Regions from separate parts of the Zea mays genome. Here region 2 is linked to region 1. The links are chromatin contacts, called in public Hi-C maps. All regions are on one chromosome and are shown on one strand. The core of a region is the stretch at or near the end of the contact, and the rest is flanking DNA. Distances in the headings are between cores, read along the strand shown. Region 1 overlaps LOC100282248 (TBC domain containing protein). Region 2 holds the start of LOC114669714.

Region 1 (6,610 bases), core at 1,874-4,373:
TCCTAGTAGCTCTAGACACCCAAGTGCTCATAAAACCACTCGTTAATTAGTGTATGTGTTTTACAAATTGCTTAGCTTGGTAAGACTAGTTCATATAGTGCCTCACCAAGGTTTTTTTTACTAGTGTTTAAAGTAAGGATTAGACACCTCTTACCTTTTGGTGCTTGCACGCACCATTGTATTAGTTGTACTGGAGAGTCTTGTAATCTTGTGAGATCATATCAACTGTGTTTATGGTGTGGTTGTCAATGTGTACTAAAGGGAATGAGGCTCACGTTATTTCAATCGGAAACTCGATGTGGCCAGACTGGAGACCCACATGCACATAGGGAAAGACTAGGGCTATCCATGTAGTTACCCATCTAGGAGCTTGGATCTTGTGTGGGCGTCACATCCGTGGTGCTTAAACAAGGATCAAGGGAAGTTCTCATGCTTCTCAATACCTCAATAAAAATATTAAAGTCATCAATGGTAATTTGTATCTCTATCATATTAAAGCTTCTACATTTACCATGTAATTTGGTTCTGTGCTTTATCTTCCTAGCTTAGTTGTTAAGTCGGTGCATAGTTTTAAAAACTAGATTGTATAGGTCTTTATGGTAGAGATAGTAACATTTAGTCAAAATCAGTGTTACATATAAGATAATTTATTTATTGTGTATATTTTGACTACTAAAATTAGAATTTCCTCCTAAATATTGGCAGTATACGAAACGACTGGAAACCTAAGTAGCGGTCAAATTGGGCAAAAGGGCGAGTAGGAAAAGTAAGAACATTCTTTGACATATAGAGCGACTACCTACGTCCCGATCCAGGGTTACTAGTCTACACCAACTGGTCTGATATTAGATAATAGGGAATATTTGCTTCAACTTAGTCCAACTCTTTTTAATTTTATCTTAATTTAAGAGAGAAAATATATTACTTAATTTAACCCTCCTAAAAGCAACTCCAAGAGAAACCTTAAAATAACACTAAAACATTTATTGGTGAAAAACACCTTATTGAGCCATCCAACAGTATCTTCATCCTCTCCCCAAAACATTCGTATCCCGAATCCGTCCGTCTCTCTCCCGCATATATTGGTGTCGCCGAATCCTCCCCAATCGCCCGAGCGCAATTACTTATTGAGCCTATGCCAGAGCAAGATACCATCCTACTACAAGTAAAGCCACATGTGCATATGTTGGATCGTCAATACATAAATATATTGCAGCACACGCCCACGACTTGCATGCCAGCAATCTGCAGTAGGAATGTAGCATGTAGGGATGACCAACGATGCACAGGAGCTATGAACAACGATGACGCAAACGAGCTGGCCGAAATAGGCAAGCCATGACCTACGATATCTATTTCAAAATTATTAGGGATTGCTCCCTGTCCCAGAAACGATGTTGTTTGATATTTTTGAGACCAAGTTTGATCGGTGCGTATTATTCAAAATATTTGTGAAAATATAGAAAAAAATAGTTTATAGTTAAAGTAAATGGTATGATAAACTAAATCGGAGTGAAAATAAACGATAATTATATTTTTTTAATAAAACGAGTCAGTGAAACTTGATCTCAGAAAAGTTAAACGACATTCTTTTCCGAACGGAGGTAGTAGTTATTAGCAGTCTGATGTAGATTTAAATTGTTTTTAGCAAGCATATTTTTTCGTCAGCCCTAATAAGACGTTTTAGCAAACAGATTTTGTGTTCTTTTGAAGTTGCTCTAAGGGCTTATTTTGGAGCAAGAGGATTGAAGGAATTAAAATTCTTTTACTATTCAAAATTAAATAGTAAAAAGATTTTAGCCTGTTGCTCAGCGAATAGGCCTAACCAGCAGTGAGCTCGACCTTGGTATCCTAATTTCCCAACAACTGCAATTTCACCTTTGGAATGCAAGATTTCAGAGTAATCATACATGAACATAATTTTACAGGAATTAGTTTATTTTTGCAGGAAAAACACAGGAAACAGAGAACATCCCCGCCTTCCAAAGGGGGCCTCAACCAGGTGACTCTATAGTCTACGTCATCCTAAGTAGCACCTCGTCTCAGACAAGGTGACCGACGCTAACGTTAAATATACTTTGTATATGAAACCACAAAAGAAAAAAAAGTCCTGTTTGGATCCTTGAAATTGAATTTAATTATAATAATCATAATTTAGACATAGATCAATTAAACTAATATAATTTTATACATAATATATTTGTATACTATTGTGGCAGACATTTATTTGTTACATTTCTACTGTAGCGAAGCAAGCCGAAGAGCATGCTATAAGTTACAAATTAGAAACATAGACTATCGATATATAAAATCAATTTTCATTCATCATCCTATAAATTTGAGATATACTTGTATTTAAATTTTGAAAAGTGGTAGAATGTAAACCAAGTAACCTACTCCATTAAGTAAATTTCAGTTCCTTCAAAACGAAGGGATCCAAAAACCTAAGATGATACGAGAGTAGACTGAGGTTCATGACAAATACTGATGGGATAATATTTGCCAAGTCCATTGTGATCGTGAATAAATTATCATGTACTAGGTTGATGTTCACAATTGAGTAGGCTGTGGACGTGGATCATTGATATTGTAGATACAATAAGTCACTTATATTTATGAGGTCTCGCCCGCGACTGTATATGTAAACCACCTTCTTCCTCCGATACAGTGAGTGGGAAAATGAAAGGAACAGAAACAAGCAATATATAAGTCCCAGTGTTGTGTTGCGTGCAATCTCGCCATATGATGTTAGGATTTCTTTTCCTGCAACTACCAAGACTGCATAAGATTAGCAACAGGGGGACACAAATCCTCACTTATATATATAAAAAAAAAGATAAAGAGGAAACCAGGTAATTTACCTTTTTGTGATACTTCCTATGAAGCTTTAGTGCAACAACGCAAGCTCTTTTGGCGTCCAGATTTCCATTAACATTATTCAATATCTGAACCAAGCAAAAAACAATTTACATGAGGCTAAATCCCACAGCCAGACTTATGTACGTGTAAGAACAAGTGATCCCTCGAGCTAGCTTCTTACCCTAATAATGTCATCAATCCCTCGAGCCTCTTGCAGAAGCTTTGTACTGTTCTCTTTTAGGACACTAGCAACCAGGAAGACCGAAATAGGGACAGGTCCATCACCATCGTTTGCCCTCTTCTTCATATTCTCCCTCTCGTACTTACCAAACTGACGTATTGATTTTACCTTTCCTTCAATTTTGTGGACCACAGCCCCAGTATTATCCTCTTCATAAGTGGAGCAAATGCCAGGATCATATTCGAGAGCCCACATCATCTGCAGATACAATGTAGAGTTTAATGCTATTTGTAAGAAGATTAATATATACTGGGAATATTTGATGATATGTACTGAGCCATACAAGTGCATGGCTTGGAGGGCAAGCAGTGGGATTGACATGTACTCAAACCGTTGTTTTTTCTACCTATTAATACAACAACAAACAGCTTCCTGCACGTTTCAGGAAAAAAAAACACTGAAACCATAAATTTCATGGTAGGAAACATTGTGCAAATACAAGAACCATCTACTTGTTAGACACCTTTGCTAGAGGATAGTAATATGATAACCATTGGTAGAATCAGGGTTACAATCTCTACTACTTATTAAGGTAGCAAGGGGTAGGCTGTCATTCCTGGTTCTACCATTTCCTGTTCTGCCATTCCCATTCCCTCTTCTCAGCGTCTCCTCCCTCCGCTCCCACGGACGCGTGCGTTGGCTGCTTCTCCGGTTCTCCCACCCCACCACAGACGCAACCTCTCCCTCATCCACCTGCGCGACGTCGCTACTACCCACAATCGGCGATCCCATCTCCCAACGCTCCCTCATGAATCCCAAAAATCGTTCTCCATCTGCCTCCACCAATTACCGTAGCCGAACAGTTGCCGGCGGCGAGTACCGAGGCCTCATCTCCCTCTCTTCATCCTCTCACATCTCGGCTAGGGTTAGGTCGTCTCGCCAAGCCACCGTGATGCAGCAGCTCCGTCGCAGCAGGGCATGGCAGATGGCGCCACCTCTTACCTCCGCAGTCCGCCAGGCAAAGGAAAGCCCACCAGGCGGGCGCGCAAGTGCCAGGCGTGGATGGGCGTGGCCAAGAGCTAAGACCCTAACTTTTGGTGAATCTCACGGCCGCGCTCTCCTTCCTCTCCACACTCTGTCTCGGCACCTTCCCACACTCTCGCTCTCAACGCCGCCGACGATGCCTCGTCGGACCATGTCCGTCGGTCCCTATTCTGCCTACCGGCCGTATGACAGATGGACCCCATGTCTCCGGCGGAGGGAATGGTGAGGCGAAGCATAGGTAGGCACTGAACGGACCCCACACAGCCCGATCCAGTCAATTGGCGTTGGCTCGTTCTCCCTGTTCAGATCTGAGGGTTCAGTTTGGTTGTCTCAGGCAGCAACGTTGTCACGAACTCGACATCGAAGGCGAAATTCTTTCCGCGTTCAACTAATCCCCCTATGTCATTCGATGATAATCCCTTGCTTACTTTGGTAATGGTTTGGCTACTGCACATACACTATTGTTGCTCTGAATGTTGCACGGCGTCTTCTTCGAAGAAGACTGGGTTGATTCGGCTACAGCCTTTAAATGCAGCTAACCCTTGGTGCTTCTCCAGTAGTGAGTAGTCCAGCGCATATGCTTCAGTTATTTGTACAAGAACTTTTTTGTTGGCTGTTGTACTCATGCCAGTTGCAGATTGACCATGCAGAGTAGTGAATATCGAGGATGGCTGATACTATAATTTTCTCGCCATTTGTCTGCTCATAGGCTCTCAAGAATCGAGGATATTCTTTTCAGGCATCAAATCATGTCTGTCCTATGTAGGGAAAGAAGACCTGGGTAATGCCTTGCTATGCCCATATGAGATTACGAGCACAGTGAATTTAAGCTTTCTTCTACCTTTGATCATGTTCTAACTACTAGCATGCATATTATCTTAACTTTGACATGGGAATTAAGTAGTTCCAAGTGTGCACATTATTGTGTTTATCCATGTGGATGGTACTCGTGGCAGCCATCACCTAGGTCAAGCTCGGGCTCGTCGGGCTTGCTTTCCACCTCCGGCCATGGCCGCCCTGCAGCTCCCCCATCACGTTCCTCTCAGGTCAGCACCCAGTGATATGTTTGTTCTGTTGGGAAACATTACAAGTTCATGACCAATACTTAATCTAAGTTTTGCGGACCGAAGCAAGGAGGAAGAAGATGTACAATTCAAGCAGGTACAAACCCATTCCTTTTTCTCTAAACCTGACTTCAGTCAGCAAGTTGGTTAATTCAGTGCCAAGTTACCAATAAAATCCATTTTTGCTTCATGGTGACTATCAACCCTTGTACGTTTGTTCCTTTGGTCTTGCACATTTTAGTATATACATATGTTTTTGTTTTGCTTTTTTTGTCCCAATTAACAACAGAACCTGTGTTGACTTTCAGGTCTATCTTTTTATAGATAAATATAGATAAAAGTGTCACATCTTATTACCGTAATTGAATTCATTTTTATATGCTTCTACCTTTTTTAGCTTAGTAAAACCAAAGAATATGCAACATAAAGTAGGCCTCAGTTAAAATTTGAGCTTGAATTACCTGTATGATTCGCATGTGGAATAATGGGTCACCAATGCACAAGTTTGCTGGTTGACTTCCTGCCCAGTTCTACAGCATGGACTCCTTCCAGACCGCCAGCAACCCCGTCCGCACCCATGCATCAGCAAGACAACACAGCAGTTGGATGGAATCTATGCACTCTTTGCAGTATTGAGGCTTGCTGTTGTAGTGTTGTTGATACAAAAGCAGGTTTTCCACAATTTCTTGTATCCACGTGCCTTTTTTGTATGCTTGCTAGCATATTTTGCCTCAAATATGGTTTGATGAATATGCAGATGGTGCCATTCTGAAGGAGAAACTGTGGACATTGATTGCTCAAAATGAGCCCTCATTAATCTCTTTACAGTTGGTAATTCTGTTGTTCTGAATTTTCCACTAAGAATACTTTGTTATCCCACAAAATGACACGAAAGTGCATGTATGGATGTACTTCAGCATCTCAGCACCTTTTTATTTATTATTTAGATCCTGATGAGCTACTTATGGAATATGCATTTATGTAAACTGTGTTTGGAGAAATAATTCTTAGTGGTTAAAAGAATTCTAAAGGGTGTAGTGTAATCATTCGTATTAAATCTTATGACTTTTAAGATCTTTGATGATACCTCGAAACTAAATCTCTTTGTATTAATGCTTTTGTAACACTGTTTTCTCCTGACAGCTTCTCAAACTAGCAGATGACGATTGCTTAGCCATGCTGGATCTTCTTCAATCACTGCTTGTAGATCATTACTTTAGGTCTAGCTCTAGCATATGAATTGGGTTTTGTGTGTCAGACCAGTACCTTTCTTTTCTGCCATCAGTTGAATGGGAAAAACCCTAACCCTAGAATAGGGTTGGGCAGTGTATTAATAGACCAAATAACTGGGCCAGGCCCATTACAAGAGACGGGTATCTAACACCCCCCCGCAGTCACAACTCTATCCTGTACAGATGTTGAGACTGGATCGAAAGTCTAAAAATACACTCGATGGTAACCC
Region 2 (6,342 bases), core at 2,747-5,246, 67 kb before region 1:
ATGATGTCCGGCTCTCTCCTCATGCAAGCTATGTGCAGCGGCGTATACCCACCGCTGTTCTTCAGGTTCACGTTAGCAGAGTCCAGTTTGAGCAGCTCTGCAAACACCTTGGGCTCACAGTAGGCTGCAGCATAGTGTATCGCGAATGCATCGTCCAAGGTCACCGTCGATTCCTTCAACAGCAAGCCGACGAGATCGACGTCGTCGGAATCCAAGGCCTTGAGGATGTTCCTGACCCTCTTGTCATGCTCAGGGTCCAGAATAATGGCGTTCTCTGGTTGGCGGCGGATCTCCTTGATCTTGTTGTATATGTCAGCCGGAAGCTCCTTGTCCAGGTAGCGGCTATCGAGAGCGGAGACTGCGACCCTCTGAATACACAGATTGAGCAGGTCCTGGAGATCGCAGGTGGAAGCGACATGAATAATCGGCACCACGTCCTCGTCCAGCGCTTCGCAAACGAAGTCAGAGAGGCGACGCTGGAAGAGGGAGGCAAGCTCCGAGATCTGGAAGCCAGACGCCGCGTACATGGACTCGACGACGAAATCTATGGCCGGGCGGCAAGTCCCGTGGCCGCACGCGTCGTCCATGCAGACGGTGGCGTCCTGCGCCGGGGGCTTGAGGCGGCCGGTGTAGAGATAGCCGAGGACGGGCACGAGGGCGTCGCGGCCGATGTGGCGGCCGCCCGGGACGAGGTCGGCGAGCTCCAGCCGTGGCCTCTCGCCGGCGGCGGCCGGAGCCGGGAGGGAGGCGAGGTGGTCGAGGAAGAAGGCGCTCCTGGCGGCGAGGATGCAGCGGTGGACGCCGACGGCGCCGCCGCCCCTCGCCGCGGCGAGCGCGATCTCGGCGTCCGAGCAGTTGAGGAAGGCCGGGTCGAGCAGGCGCTGGAGGTTGTCGCTGAGGCGGCGGAGGCCGACGGCCTCGAGGTCGGCCGGCGTGGCCCGCGGCGGCGGGGACGAGAAGCTGATGGTGGAGACCTCCATGGAATGGAAGGTTATGGCGAGGTCAGGCCACGGCGGCGGCTAGGACGCTGTGGAACTCTCCACGATTCAACCTACCCGAGCTTTTGGGAAGCCTGAGAGATAGCCTTACGTGAGGCATCGGAGCGTAAACACCGCGAATTCGCTAAGCGCAAGGACGGACGCTGCTCAACCCAGCACAAATTTCAGATTCAACAAGCAGAAAAGATTCGGGTGGGGGGAGCCAAGCAATGGCAGAAGCGTGTTCCCCTTTCCCTTATCGAGAAATTTCGCGCGTTCCTTTTTTTTAATCTTTTTTTATCTTATATATCCCTCCCCCGTTCTTGGCAGTTTCCGAGAGAGAAGAACGTGCGCCTTTCAAGCGCAGCGCAGCGCAGGGTAGTGGCGGACGGAGACGGAGACTGTCAACTGTGTGAAGTAATCAAGCGAGCCGGGGCCGTGACCGTGACCAGGCGCGCTACGTCACGGCGGTGACGTCACGTTCGGGCCCAGGGGCCGGGACCCAGTCGGCAGAGATAAGTCGCCCAGCCCAGCCTTGACCGTGGGAATGGTGTAGGGAGTTAGCCAATGGCGAATGCCGACACGACGATGAACAGGGATGATGTGGCGCTGGGACCACCAGGCAGTGGGAGGGATGTGTGAACGCATCTGGGTTCGGATACAGGCGGCGGTGGCGTTGATTTAGTGCGGTCGGCTCAGCGTGTCATCAGCTTTGACTTATTCCCCTCCATTCCAAATTACGGATGATTCAAAAAAATAATAATTGTTTTCTAATTTATCCTAGGTTAAAAGATATAAAAGAAAATTCTACTGTTTTTAAATCTTCCATTTTAGATAGAATTTTATTTTTTTATATCTCTTAATATAAGGTAAATAAGATAGTTTTATTCGATATATTAATTGAGTAAATAATATAGTACACCTTTTAAAAAACAATTATGCTTTTTTCGATAGTTTGATTGTATAGAGGTTGTATGTGAAGTATAATCGCACGACATTTTTCGCTGACATTTGATTGGAAAACGTTGGCAGCTCTTTTGTGTGCTATGTATAATATACATGTCGTGTGCCCAATAGACAGCACAGAACCGATAATAATACAAATAAAGCAGCCTGATCGCACTCCTTTGTTTTATTAGTGAATGAGAAAAAAAAATATATTATCTGACCTATTTATGTCAATACTCGTACATACTACTCACTCCGTCTCCCAAAGAATGTCATTTGACTTTTTTGGTATTTAATTTACTCGGTTTGTCTTATTTAAAATATTTATAAAAATATAGAAAAATTTAGTTTGTTGCTAAAGAAAATTATATGATAAACTAAACTAAAATTAAAATAAATGATAATAATATATTTTTTTAAGACGCGTGGGTCAAATTTACCCTACCCGCTCTCTCTTTGTATATGGGTTGATTGATTGATATCCACCTTTTTACGGCTCCAGGTTCAGTGAATGGATTGCGATGCTGTCCTGCCTCGCTCTGTTGTGCTGCATTCCTGGGCTGGCCGGCCTGTTGACAAGATTGCGAGCCCAGCTGCCCCTGTTGAGGCAGGGTAGTCATGCATTACAAGCACCGGATGATTCGGCGCTTGTTTTGGACTCTTTTTTTTTTTTAACCAAAACTCTCAAGTCTTGTTACTGGACTAGTAAATCAGGCCCATGCACCTCCCAGTAGTAAGTAATATTTACAACTAAAATACTGCTACTTAATGCGACTGAACATGCAATGCAAGCGTGAGCAAACACAGAGAATATCAATATACAATACCAACGGCAGCTGAACCTGATCGATGAAGCTACGCCCACTTGGCCATGACGGACATGCCGCCGGCGCCCATTAGCACGGCCAGGAAGGAGACGAGCTGCAGCCTGACGCTGCTCTGCAGCTTGGGCCCCATGAAGTCCGCGGCGAGGAGGTCGACGAGCGCCATGTAGTGGAGCAGGCCGGCCGACGCCGCGTTCAGCAGCCCGACGACGATGAGCGCCGTGGGGCTGGTGTCGCTATACACCTTGGTGAGCGCCAGCCCCAGCGCGATGCCGAACGGCGTGGTGGTGGAGAAGAAGAACACCAGCCCCGACCTCATCTTGGCGCCGTACTCCGCCTGCAGGATGCACCCGCCGAGGCCCATGCCCTCGAAGAGCTGGTGGAAGGAGAGCGCCGCCACGAGCGGCCGGATGGTGCACACGTTCTGCGACGCGCCCATGCTGAGGCCGATCACCACCGAGTGCACCACGATGCCCATCTCCAGGACCTGCATGCCGTGCCGAGCGAGGTCAGAGTCAGATCGATCGATCGGCAAGGAAAGGAAAGGAAAGGATCCATCGGTTTACCTGAACAATGACACGGTTCCTGCAAAGCTGCTGCGCCACGCCGGCCTCGACGTCCGTCTCACCCTCACTCATGTCTAGATGCCCGTGCCCGTGCCCGTGCACCGGAGGGCTGTCATGGTATTGGCCTCCATGATTATGGTGCGTGACCGCAGCAGCGCTCCTCTTGGCCTTGCCCCGGCCGTGGAACGAGAGCATGAGCGAGTCTACCATGAGCGTGGACACGGCGGCGAGCATGGCGACGAACGCCGTGAAGGGGAACTCCGCCCAGGGCTTCCGGGGCAGGCAGGGCGAGCTGAGGTCGCTGAACGAGTCCGGCAGCACGTGCATGTAGCCGGTGCCGAGGATGACCCCCGACGCGAAGGCCTTCACCACGGCGAACAGGTTGCCGTCGGGGCGGAGCGCGGGGACGACGGAGCGGGAGAAGAGCGGCAGGCACACGCCCACCACGCTGGCGAGCAGGATCGACGGGATGGCGATTAGCTTCAGGCGCAGCGCGCGGGCGACGCTGTGGCATCTGCCCCCGACCGCAGGACCACCGCATTCATCTGCGCCAGCGCCATCGGCGGCGGCAAACCGTGAGGGTGAGGCGGACAGGAGGCAGAGGACGATGATGACTGCTCTCGGAGACATTTCTCTTGGATTGGATTGGAGCTTTCTGTTTGTGTCAGTATGTGTGTGGATGTGGACTTGCGATGAGCTTCTGCAGGCCTTTTTATAGGAGGAGCAGTTGCATGTCCATTGTGGAGCGCACATCATGATGCAAGACTAGCTCGGCCGTCGATCAATCCGGGCGCCATTGACCTTGCAGGCCACGAGGCGGGAACGGGGAGGCCACGCGCGCCTCCGTACCCTGTCGCGTGCCGTACAGCTCCGTACTTCCTGGGATCGAGCGGGGCACGCGCGGAGCTGGTGCAGAGGGATACGGTGGGCGCCCGACACAGACATGCCGCTCATTTTATTGCCGATTACATACGGCTTGTTTTTCATTTTGTTTTACTATTTTCTGCCGTTTCCAACAACTTTAGCTAACATAAAACAGATGCGCCATTGGATTCGATCGTCCGTAGAATCAGTGCCTTTTTTTTCTTTTCTAAAAAGCATATGACGTGTTACCTGTATATTTCTGACAAGGATGCCCTTAGCTAAGTTTGGATCCAATACGTTAGAGCGTGTTTTTTCCATAGTAAGTTACTGTAGGATGTGCCTACAATATTTTTATTGTTTCTGGGATAAGTATGTAAAATTTACAAGATGGAGTAGCATACCACTATGTTATAGAGTGTTGTATCCAACTTCTAATTCTATCGTCTACCTCTGACTTAATCCTGTGGCAAATGAGTCTCATTTCACTCTTGAACATCTCCCTGCACGTTTCCACCTACGTCGGGATCTCGTTGAATATCCAGTTATTCCTACTCCTCCAAATACACCAGGACATGATTATGATAATTTCCATTCTCCATGGTACTTTCGATCTCACTCTGATCCTCAATAAAGCATGTACTAGATCAGCTGTGCTTGACGGGGTGATACATATTATAACCCAACATCTTCTAGCAAAATTGCATCTAAGGAATAGATGGAGTATCGCCTCTTCGTGCTGCAGTATGCAATTATCACAAGTGTAGGAGTCCATGTGCATTGATCAACGTCTAAGGAATGAACGAGTGTTTAATGTGTCCTTAATCAGTAATCAAAAGAAAACCTTGTGTTTAGGCTGGCATTTTGTTTTCTATAACCAAGAAAAAATTGGGTGGGTCCACTCATCTCTAGCCATGTGAACATATGCCTTATACGATGAAAAAAGACTTGAGGTACCAGTGCAGAGCCATCTATCTGTAACACCCTGATTTTGTGGGTATAAAATTTCTTTCTAATTATCACCCAAAATCATGTGTTACTCTTCTTTTTCTCACTCTAGGCTTTCTCTCTCTCTAGATTCTTTCCCCCTTTTTCCTTTTGATTAGAAATAGCTTAAACTAGTGGAGGTTAATTATTTATTTTTGCCAAAACCTTATGGGTCATGACATGTTGCATCATGCTGAGCTTAAAATATTCTTTGAAGTGTTGCACAAGTTTGAATTTATTTGAATTTGAAACCTAGTTTGAATTTGGATTTGAAAACCCTAGAGAAAAGAAATAGAAAAGGAATTAGAACATCCAGAGAAAAAGAAAAGGGGAAAGCGGCCCAAACCAGCCCAGCTCGGCCCAGCCAGGCCGCGCGCCCGCGCCGCCTGACAGGCGGACCCCGCCTGTCAGCGGCAGTTCCCCTCTCCCGCGCACGCTCTCTCTCCCGCTCTCTGCCCGCTGGGGCCAACCTGTCGGCGCCAGTTTTCTTCACCCGCGCGCTCCCTCTCTCTCTGTCTCGCGGGCCTGGATCGCCAGTCGCCGAGTCGTTGCCCCACGCGCCCCTTTCTTCTCTCTCTGCGCAGTGGGCCTGCCCTATCAGTTCCGCCCCCTCCGCGCTCGCCGTGGACCGGCGCGTGCGCACTCGTGCACGTCGCCGGATTTCTCGGCCACGACGCCCGCCCACGCGCCTAGCTCCCTTCTTAGAGCCCCGCCAGTGCCCCGCGCACACCCCTCGCCTCATTTCGCACAGCTTCACCCTCTCTCGCGCTCTGCCCACGCCGCCAGCCGCCGCCGAAGACCCGCGCCCGCGTTCCCGGCCATCTAGCTCGCCGGAGACTGCTCCAAGCCTCCTCGAGCTCTGCCCTAAGGTGAGACACCCATCTCCGTGCCCAATTTCCCTTATTGCGCCCTATGTTCGGCCAATTTCACCTTCGCCGGTGCTCGGCCGCGGCGATCCGCCGTGCTCGCGCGGTGGCCGGCCGATTTAGCCTGGTCTAGTTCCCCGGAGTAGGTCCCTAAGGTGTCTCGGCCTCTGCTGAAGCTAGCCCAGGCCTTAGCGCGCCTTAAGTCCCCTCCCCGTGGCCGGAATGGCTCACCGGAGTTACTCCGTCCCGCCCGAGACCTTCTCACCGCCGTTCTACCCTCTCTGCCCGTGGATTGATGGCCTCTTCCCCGCCA

Evidence for each region. A called contact is a pair of places that touch in the nucleus more often than the background predicts.
Region 2: a contact with region 1 is called in a Hi-C map of root tip, with 2.3 times the contacts expected there. The contact joins the promoter of LOC114669714 here to the enhancer-like site in region 1. A contact is called at or near these places in 7 of 25 Hi-C or Micro-C datasets (bundle sheath, ear, leaf and 2 more).

What each region holds. Positions count from the first base shown.
Region 1 is chr1:307,697,849-307,704,458 of Zm-B73-REFERENCE-NAM-5.0, reverse strand. It overlaps LOC100282248 (TBC domain containing protein), which reads right to left. Exons shown (of 11, transcript NM_001155160.1): 9 at 3,041-3,298; 10 at 2,862-2,945; 11 at 2,467-2,769. The coding sequence ends at 2,749. Among protein-coding and RNA genes, the nearest start is that of LOC100282248, 12 kb to the right of the region's middle. Within about 2 kb of position 3,123, at least 3 of the 20 cell types and tissues checked have an H3K27ac peak or open chromatin away from gene starts, as enhancers often do. A contact at or near this core is called in root tip, where this site is marked.
Region 2 is chr1:307,765,885-307,772,226 of Zm-B73-REFERENCE-NAM-5.0, reverse strand. LOC114669714 reads right to left here and starts at 3,996. Exons shown (of 2, transcript NM_001369823.1): 1 at 3,316-3,996; 2 at 2,601-3,236. The coding sequence starts at 3,945. The coding sequence ends at 2,781. It overlaps LOC100384298, which reads right to left and starts at 1,256. Exons shown (of 2, transcript NM_001369822.1): 1 at 1-1,256. The coding sequence starts at 980.